Regions from separate parts of the Gossypium hirsutum genome. Here region 2 is linked to region 1. The links are chromatin contacts, called in public Hi-C maps. All regions are on one chromosome and are shown on one strand. The core of a region is the stretch at or near the end of the contact, and the rest is flanking DNA. Distances in the headings are between cores, read along the strand shown.

What was found. A called contact is a pair of places that touch in the nucleus more often than the background predicts.
Region 2: a contact with region 1 is called in a Hi-C map of leaf, with 2.0 times the contacts expected there. The contact joins the promoter of LOC107955296 here to the promoter of LOC107955619 in region 1. A contact is called at or near these places in 2 of 34 Hi-C or Micro-C datasets (both in leaf).

The regions. Positions count from the first base shown.
Region 1 is chrA07:67,543,353-67,547,165 of Gossypium_hirsutum_v2.1, forward strand. LOC107955619 reads right to left here and starts at 1,624. Exons shown (of 14, transcript XM_016891416.2): 1 at 1,415-1,624; 2 at 1,219-1,306; 3 at 1,016-1,120; 4 at 690-787; 5 at 490-573; 6 at 236-372; 7 at 1-67. The coding sequence starts at 1,480.
Region 2 is chrA07:68,540,071-68,544,005 of Gossypium_hirsutum_v2.1, forward strand. It overlaps LOC107955296 (receptor like protein kinase S.2), which reads left to right and starts at 2,348. Exons shown (of 3, transcript XM_016891032.2): 1 at 2,348-3,575; 2 at 3,881-3,935. The coding sequence starts at 3,154. LOC107955297 (exosome complex exonuclease RRP44 homolog A) reads left to right here. Exons shown (of 24, transcript XM_016891034.2): 18 at 385-505; 19 at 718-777; 20 at 870-975; 21 at 1,068-1,163; 22 at 1,277-1,358; 23 at 1,460-1,525; 24 at 1,686-2,071. The coding sequence ends at 1,899.

The DNA of each region.
Region 1 (3,813 bases), core at 374-2,873:
TGACTTCAGGTCTGACATTCCACCATTGTAATCATAAATATTACACGTAAAAGGGTCAAAAAATAAGCTACACCCAAAATTCAAACAATATCATTATGAATTACATGGCATCAAAATCAAGGCTAATCATGGAGAAGATGGGAGAGTGGAATTTTGACAAGCTAATACATAGGCTATAGTAGCTCGTTCCATGGAATAAACATAAAAAATAAACATATATGAGAACTAATAATACCTATTAATGGTGAAGTCCCGATTCCTGCTATTTCTCCAGCGGATTAAGTCTTTTTCATCACATATCTTTGGTAATAAAGAGGATAAAGCTTTTTCTTTGTCTGCGTCATGTCTTGCAACTGTCTCAAAACTTGATACCTATTAGAACATACAAAATAAACACTGCATATTAAGAAATTTCTCACTACTGAGGCAATTCTAATCCAGAAGAAATTACATAAAAAGTTACCCATAGTAATAAACCAAGAAAATGACCTCAATTATGGAACCTTTTATATGCACCCTGCATATTGGAAATCTCTTTCCAATAATCTCAGCTCGATGAAATTTCTTTCTTATCTGTAGCAAGATATTACACAGGCAATAGAAAACATTTTATATCAACCCACATTATCCTATTAATTCTAACTAAAGAAAATGGAATGAGAAGAATATTGAGAACACTGTGACCAAACCTGTTTAAGATTTGCAGTGGTAATCACATCAAAATCTTTAGGTGTTCTATTTAGTAGTAAATCTCTAACACAGCCCCCAACTAAATAGGCCTCAAAACCTGAAATATGTAAAGAAAAATATAACTACAGGGAAAAATAAAGTAGCGTTGCTTTCGGTACAAAATTGAATGAGTAAACTTAGAGGAGCAAAATAAACTTAGTTGAAAGATTCACAGGCATTTCTTAGCTTAAAGAACCAATACTAACGAGGCTTTGGAAATAGGAAGCAATTTAGAAATAGGTAAATTTGTTAACAAAAAAAAAAGGGTAATGTAAAAGATGATTACCTCCTTCATGTAGAATTTTCAATACAATCCAGGATGGATACGAAATCATGGAAAGAGATATCCCGACCTTGCTCGCTTGAATCTTCTTCCATTTTGACTTGTCAACTACATTATTTTTAACAAGAATCGAGGGTTCAATTCCAAGAAAATGATTGAAAAAAAGAAATGCCGAACAGAAGGTTAAATTAGTTAAAGAGTGATACTTGGACGAAGAGCGGGATTAGGGGCTGGAGCCATTCCAGAATACAATTCAGCTTGCAAACCTCTTTCACCAAGTGTGTGGTTGCACCTCTAAGCCAAAAACAAACAGCAAGTAAGACTTGGTTTTTGTGGGAAAGATATTCGACGAATTGCCACAAAGACAAAGAAACAAAAAGAAAAATAAAAGCATGTAGAGACCTGAGAGCGAGTCAAGGAACTGAGAGAAGAAGAGAGGAAACTTTTGGCTCTCACCAAAATCGCCATGAATATCTGAATTAGGTCATGTTATGATAATGCTTTGTGGCTTGTTTGCTGGTCTGATCCCTGCTGCCCAGCCGGCTGCTTGATTGTTGAAGAACCCGATTAAGGACAAAGGAGGGTTCTCAGCTTGTGCTTTCGCAGTTAGCAGCCCATATTTGTTCGTACTTAATAGATTTGAGAAAAGTCTTTGGGCTGAGGCCCGATGGACTCTGCTCATAAGCTACTCTTCTGCTATTAATAACTTTGTTAAAGCCCTCCCTGGATTGGGCCTATGCCTACTAAATTAACTTAAAAGATTTCTTATAGAAAGGGTAAACTGTAAAAATGGTCACCTAATTATTCCTTTCGTTCTATTTTGATCACTCAACTATTAATATTTTTTATTTAGTTACTAAACTTTTCAAAATTAAATATTTTAGTACTTTAGCTGATGTGGGCCTTTCTATTAGTCTAGTAATAAAATTATCTCTCTAATATTTACACATTCTTCCGATTTGATCCTAAATATAAAAAATTCAACAAATTTAGCCCTCAATGTTTATGGAATTTGTCATTTTAGTTTTAATTCTAAAAAAAATCAATAAATTTGGCCCTCAATATTTACAAAACCTATCAATTTAGTCTTAAATCTAAAAATTAAAAAATATTTTTTAAAAAATCATTTTTAGTCCTATATAACCAATTGACTAACCCCTGTGAGATATTGAAATAAGAAAAAGAGTACCCTCTTTCAAGACTTGATAGATTTTTTAAATATCTCACATGGGTTATCCAATGCTTTATAAAAGGCTAAAAATATTTTTAATTTTTTTAATTTTTAGAGTTAGGACTAAATTGATAGATTTTGTAAATGTTGAGGGCCAAATTTATTTTTTTATAATTAAAACTAAAACGGAAAATTTTGTAAACATTGAGAGTTAGATTTATCTTTTTATATTTAGGACCAAATTAATAGAACGCGTAAACATTAAAGGGCTAATTTTGTTACTAGCCCACATCAACCTAGAGTGCCTAAAGTATTTAATTTCGAAAAGTTTAGTAACTAAATTGAAAAAATTAATATCTGGGTGATCAAAATAGAATGAAAGGCATAGTTAAGTGATCATTTTTCTAGTTTACCCTATAAAAATTTTACTAGGATCAACACCAATGACTTAAGTGATTTAGATATGGGTAACAAAATTCAAACTGCTCAATGGGTTCGAATCAATCTGTTTCACTTTTTTAAAAATGAATAGGAGACAAGATACATGAAATTTTTTTTTTTTGAACAATGGATATAGAGCGACTACGACAATTGTTTGTCCCATTTATCCCACTCCACTAAAATGGAACTATTATATTATTCTTTAAAAAACAGTAAAAATACAATTAAAATATAGTTCTTAACATTAATTAATATATAGTTTTAATTCCCATAAAAATTTATGGGAAAATCCATTAATTATATTTTATTTAAAATAATTTAGCACATGATTTAAAATTAAACAATTCAAAATTCAAAATATATAAAATTAGTGACAAAAATAAAAAGAATAAACATGCTTAAAATAAATTAACTACTCAAATCCACAATCAATATTCAAAGAATAACTTAGATAGTCTCGTAGGATCATTTTATTATACTAAATACAATGGTGACCTGAATTCAAATGTAGTTGTTATTTTCCTTCACAAGCGACAACTCTTTTATCCCAATCGAGAAATTTACTACTCCGTGCTTCAACTGCCATCCACAAGATTATTTCATCATCTCTTTTCTTTTCAGATTTAAATGTGTTTATTTACATGTTTATTTCAATTGAGATTGAGATTATAAATATCGTAAGTGACTAAATCCCTTAGGGGAGATTAACGAGTGGATAGGGACATGATTAACAGAGGATTAAGGGTTTCCCAATAGGATCAATTGGTATAGATTAAGCATTCTTAAACCTTAGGCTTAACAACCTTAGGAGGTAATCAAAGATTAAACGAGATCGGAAGATAAGTTTTGTTGAGTAAATCGTAATTTATCCTGGTTGAGAAAGTGAGGTTGGGAGATAATCAGTTAGGAGCTAGGAGATAATAATTGGTTAGTCAATAGCTAATCCACCCTAAAACCCTAACCTAAAGTTAATTACAACCCCTAAAACGAGTTAATCTTCCTTATTGATTTAATTTCTTTAGTCATTTGTTTGTTTTATTGTTTTTTTTTTATTTTCGCTATTTAATTCCTAATATTCGTCTCTTTTATGATTTATTGTAATATAGAATTCAACTCTACTATTTAGACTTATTCTTGTAAAGAGATTTTCCATAGATTTAATTCATCCTCCCTTAAATATGATTCTCGA
Region 2 (3,935 bases), core at 1,098-3,597, 1.0 Mb after region 1:
CATTCACCGTCTAGTTCTGGTTTGTGCTTCATGATTTAACCATAAGGTTTATCCCTTCAAAAAAATTATTTTATTTTTGTAAATGCCAGCAGAAATCCCAACCAGTTTATGATCCTGCGTAAATTTATATCACTGGAATTATTTATCATAAGATAAATAAGATTGCATGTTAGTATTTTTAATGTGAACCACTTGGTCCAAGATGGTGTTTAATCATAAAATTAGCATTAGCGGATGATAATTGTCACTATTATACATCATGTAATCTCTTCAACAATCCAGATTATCAATGGAAAATTCCAGTGTAGTGGCTATTTCTTTGACATTGACACTGCTGTTGTCTGACACTCGGCCTTGCCTCCCTGACATTAATTTTTGGTTCAGGCGGCATCCAACTCCCACCAGAGAAATGCTTGAACCTTTGTTGTGCACTGCTGCTGCCATTGGACTCGAATTGGATGTTTCATCATCAAAGGCATTGGCTGATTCCCTTGACCGTGCTGTGGTATGGTTCCTATTCATTATATATTTGTCTGACAGTTCAGCTGACTTACCACCTCAGATGATTCCTTTTCTAGACATTTCTTCATCCAACTTCTTGCTTGTCTGGCTTCTTTTCTTTTTTTCCGATTTTTGCTACTTGGGACATGTTCATGTATTTGTTTGGCCTCTCTCTTTCATAGTTGATTCTTACATCTGAGAAAAATTGCCTTGCAGCGTGATGATCCTTACTTTAATAAGTTGATTCGGATACTGGCAACTAGGTGTATGACACAGGTAAAGTTAGCTAGGAAATTTTTTCAATCTCCAGATGATTTTGACCTACGCACTTTTTAACTTGGTACTAATTTGCCTTGGTTTCAAATTAGGCTGTTTATTTCTGTAGTGAGGACCTCAGCCCCTCAGAATATCATCATTATGGCCTTGCTGCGCCCCTATATACTCATTTCACTTCTCCTATTAGGAGATATGCAGGTTTGTGAACAAAAATTTCTTTGTTACTTTACCTTTTCTTGCTGATGTATACTTGATGATACTATTGATCAAGTATGGAACCTTCCTTGCAGATGTGATTGTGCACAGGTTGCTTGCTGCATCTCTAGGGATCGATAAGCTTCCACCAGTTTTCCAGGACAGATCTCAACTAACTAGCATTGCTGATAGTAAGTTTTTTTTTCCTTTCATACTGTTTTTGAGGCTCCCATGGATTTGGGTAACAAACTTCACATACCCATGATATCCATTCTCAGCTTCCTATGCATTTTACCTGTTTCAGATCTGAATTATCGACATAGGAATGCCCAAATGGCAAGCAGGGCCTCTGTTGAGCTCCATACTCTCATTTACTTCAGAAAACGGTAACTGCCTTGGCCTCTCCCATGGAATTGAAACTGCCTTCTATAGAGCATAATGAATAATTGCTCATGTTTTGAATTTATTTTTTTATCTTATGCTGCAGGCCCACTGACACAGAAGCCAGAATAGTGAAGATAAGGTCCAACGGGTTCATTGTGTTTGTGCCCAAGTATGAACTTAGATCCTTTATGCTGGATTATCTGTATATGTTCCTCGTGTCTTTCTTTTTCTATCTGCTGTGTCTAGGCGAGAAAAGATAATGTTTTGGCATTTGTGTTTGTTGGGTAGAGAAAAATGTAACATGAGTGTATGTTATATAAAACGAACAGATATGGAATAGAAGGCCCGGTGTACTTGACAGGCAGAGGAGAGAAGGGAAGCGGGGAGTGGCATGTGGACGAGCAGCAGCAGAAGATTGTAAAGATGGACAATAGTAATAGTAATAGCCTTTCCTACAGTGTACTGCAATCAGTGAGGATCCACATGGAGGTTGTGGAACCCCAACCGAACCGCCCTAAACTGCAGCTTACTCTTATTACCTAGAAGTAGAAGATAACATCAACATGCACAAAGGAGGAGCTTTTATTAGGTCATATAGAGTGTTGTATTATTATATAAGATGCAAATGGAATGAATCTTGTTGTGGTAATTATAGTAACTGGCCTTTGGTTTGGGTTAACTGATGTTGGATTGACACAAGAAACATTTTTGTTCATGGAGTGAGTGTTCCTATTTCTATATGTTATTTTTGCAATAACAAAAAGAATGAATAAATAAACTAACACAACTTGTTATTACTGCTAGATAGTAGAAAAATGCATTGGGAGGGCGACAAAAAAGTAGAACTAACCAGGTGGATGTGCATTTTGATTATTTTATGCGTTGATGCATCGAACATGTGGGACCCAGGAAACTGCAATGAAATAAATGTCCTAAACTGACCTTAATCAACGCCCATAAAATACATCTCCCCCCCCCCCCGCCCCCCGCCCTTTTCTTTCATTGGTTTTGATTTCACATGATTCGTGAATGTGGGTCACATGGCATTGGCAGAGAACCCCCCTTCTAACGTTTTACCATCATCATACCATGTCATCTCTCACCTATTGCAATTTACAGAAAAGCCCATTTCCCCATTTCCAATCTCAAATTGCAGCAAGAAATGCAACGCAAAGTGTATATATATATTTTTTTCTTTTAAAAAAAATAAGGGTAGAGATAGATAAAATAACAGTTAAGAGAATGAATAGGAAACATAAATTTTTATTTGTAATTTAGTGGACTCAGATAATAAGATGATTGATATATTATTAGCAAGTAAAAATGGTAATAGTGAGGATAATGATGGAGTGAGTATGCATGCATGATGATGGATGAAGCATGGAGGTGAAGACCAAAGAGGGAAGGATGTAGTGTGTCCTTTTGTGGTGCTTCCATCGTATGAAGTAAGAAATGAAGTCAAATTAATAGGCAGGCAGCCTCCTTAAGGCTCAAACTCATTGAGTGTCACCTCATCCCCCCCCCCCCGGTCCGATTCCGATGTCTCCCCCACATTTCCCTCCTTTGTCAGAAATCCAACACACACACACACTTTTAATTTAATAGAAATACTATTAATTTTTTCAAAAAAAAAAAAGAAGACGACGACGAGCATAGCAGAGCAGAGCAGGAGACAGACATCTGTAGCAGATCACACAACACCGCCCTCGCCTCCTCCCCTACCTTTCACTTTGAACCCATTTCCCATCTACATTACCATCCCCCATTTGGAGACCTCAGTCACTCGGATCTACGCCCATGGCTGCAGCCCTCGAGTGCTGGTCCAGCCGAGCCACCACCGCCGATGACGACATGGTCGAGCAGGTTTTGGTGCGCTCCAACGACCGATCCGAGGACACCTCCTCCTCCTCCTCCTCCTCTGCTTCTGCCAAACTTGAAGCCCCGTCCGCCAAGAACAAACGGTTCCAGAGGTTGAGCAGGAACGTCTCGGAGGCCATTGCCTCTCTCAAGAACTCTCTCAATCTCGACACTTCCTCCCCACGTGATCAGCTTCCTCCTCCCGTTCCTTCTGTCCCTTCATCTTCCTCCAACCCCGACGTTTGCCGGAAAGTGGTCTGGGGTACCGTTGTACGGAACTTGACTCAGCTTTATCCTGGAAGCCAGTTGCCTGAGAAGCTTGTCTCCAATATCCGCAAGCATTATGATTCCTTGCCTCTCAGGTCCCTTTCCCTTCCCTTGCCTCTTCTTTCTTCCTACTCAGTTTAGGGTACTCTGAAAATTGCAACAACAATCAACAGGATCGTAAAAGCAGTTTCCTATCAGCAGGGGTTTTTTCATTTTTGTTTTTCCTTGACTTTCAAACAGTGAAAGTTCGGGTTTCTTATAATTATTTTTACTATTATTATTTTCTTCAAATGTTTAAAGTGGCCTTGCCTTAGTTACTGCTGAAATGTTCTAGTTCTTCGTCCCCCCAATTATGCTTTTCTTTTTGTAATTTTCTTTTGATTGGGTATTATGTTGACAGTTATGCACAGGCGGGATTTGATATGAAAGAAGTATTTCTACATATAAAATTGATA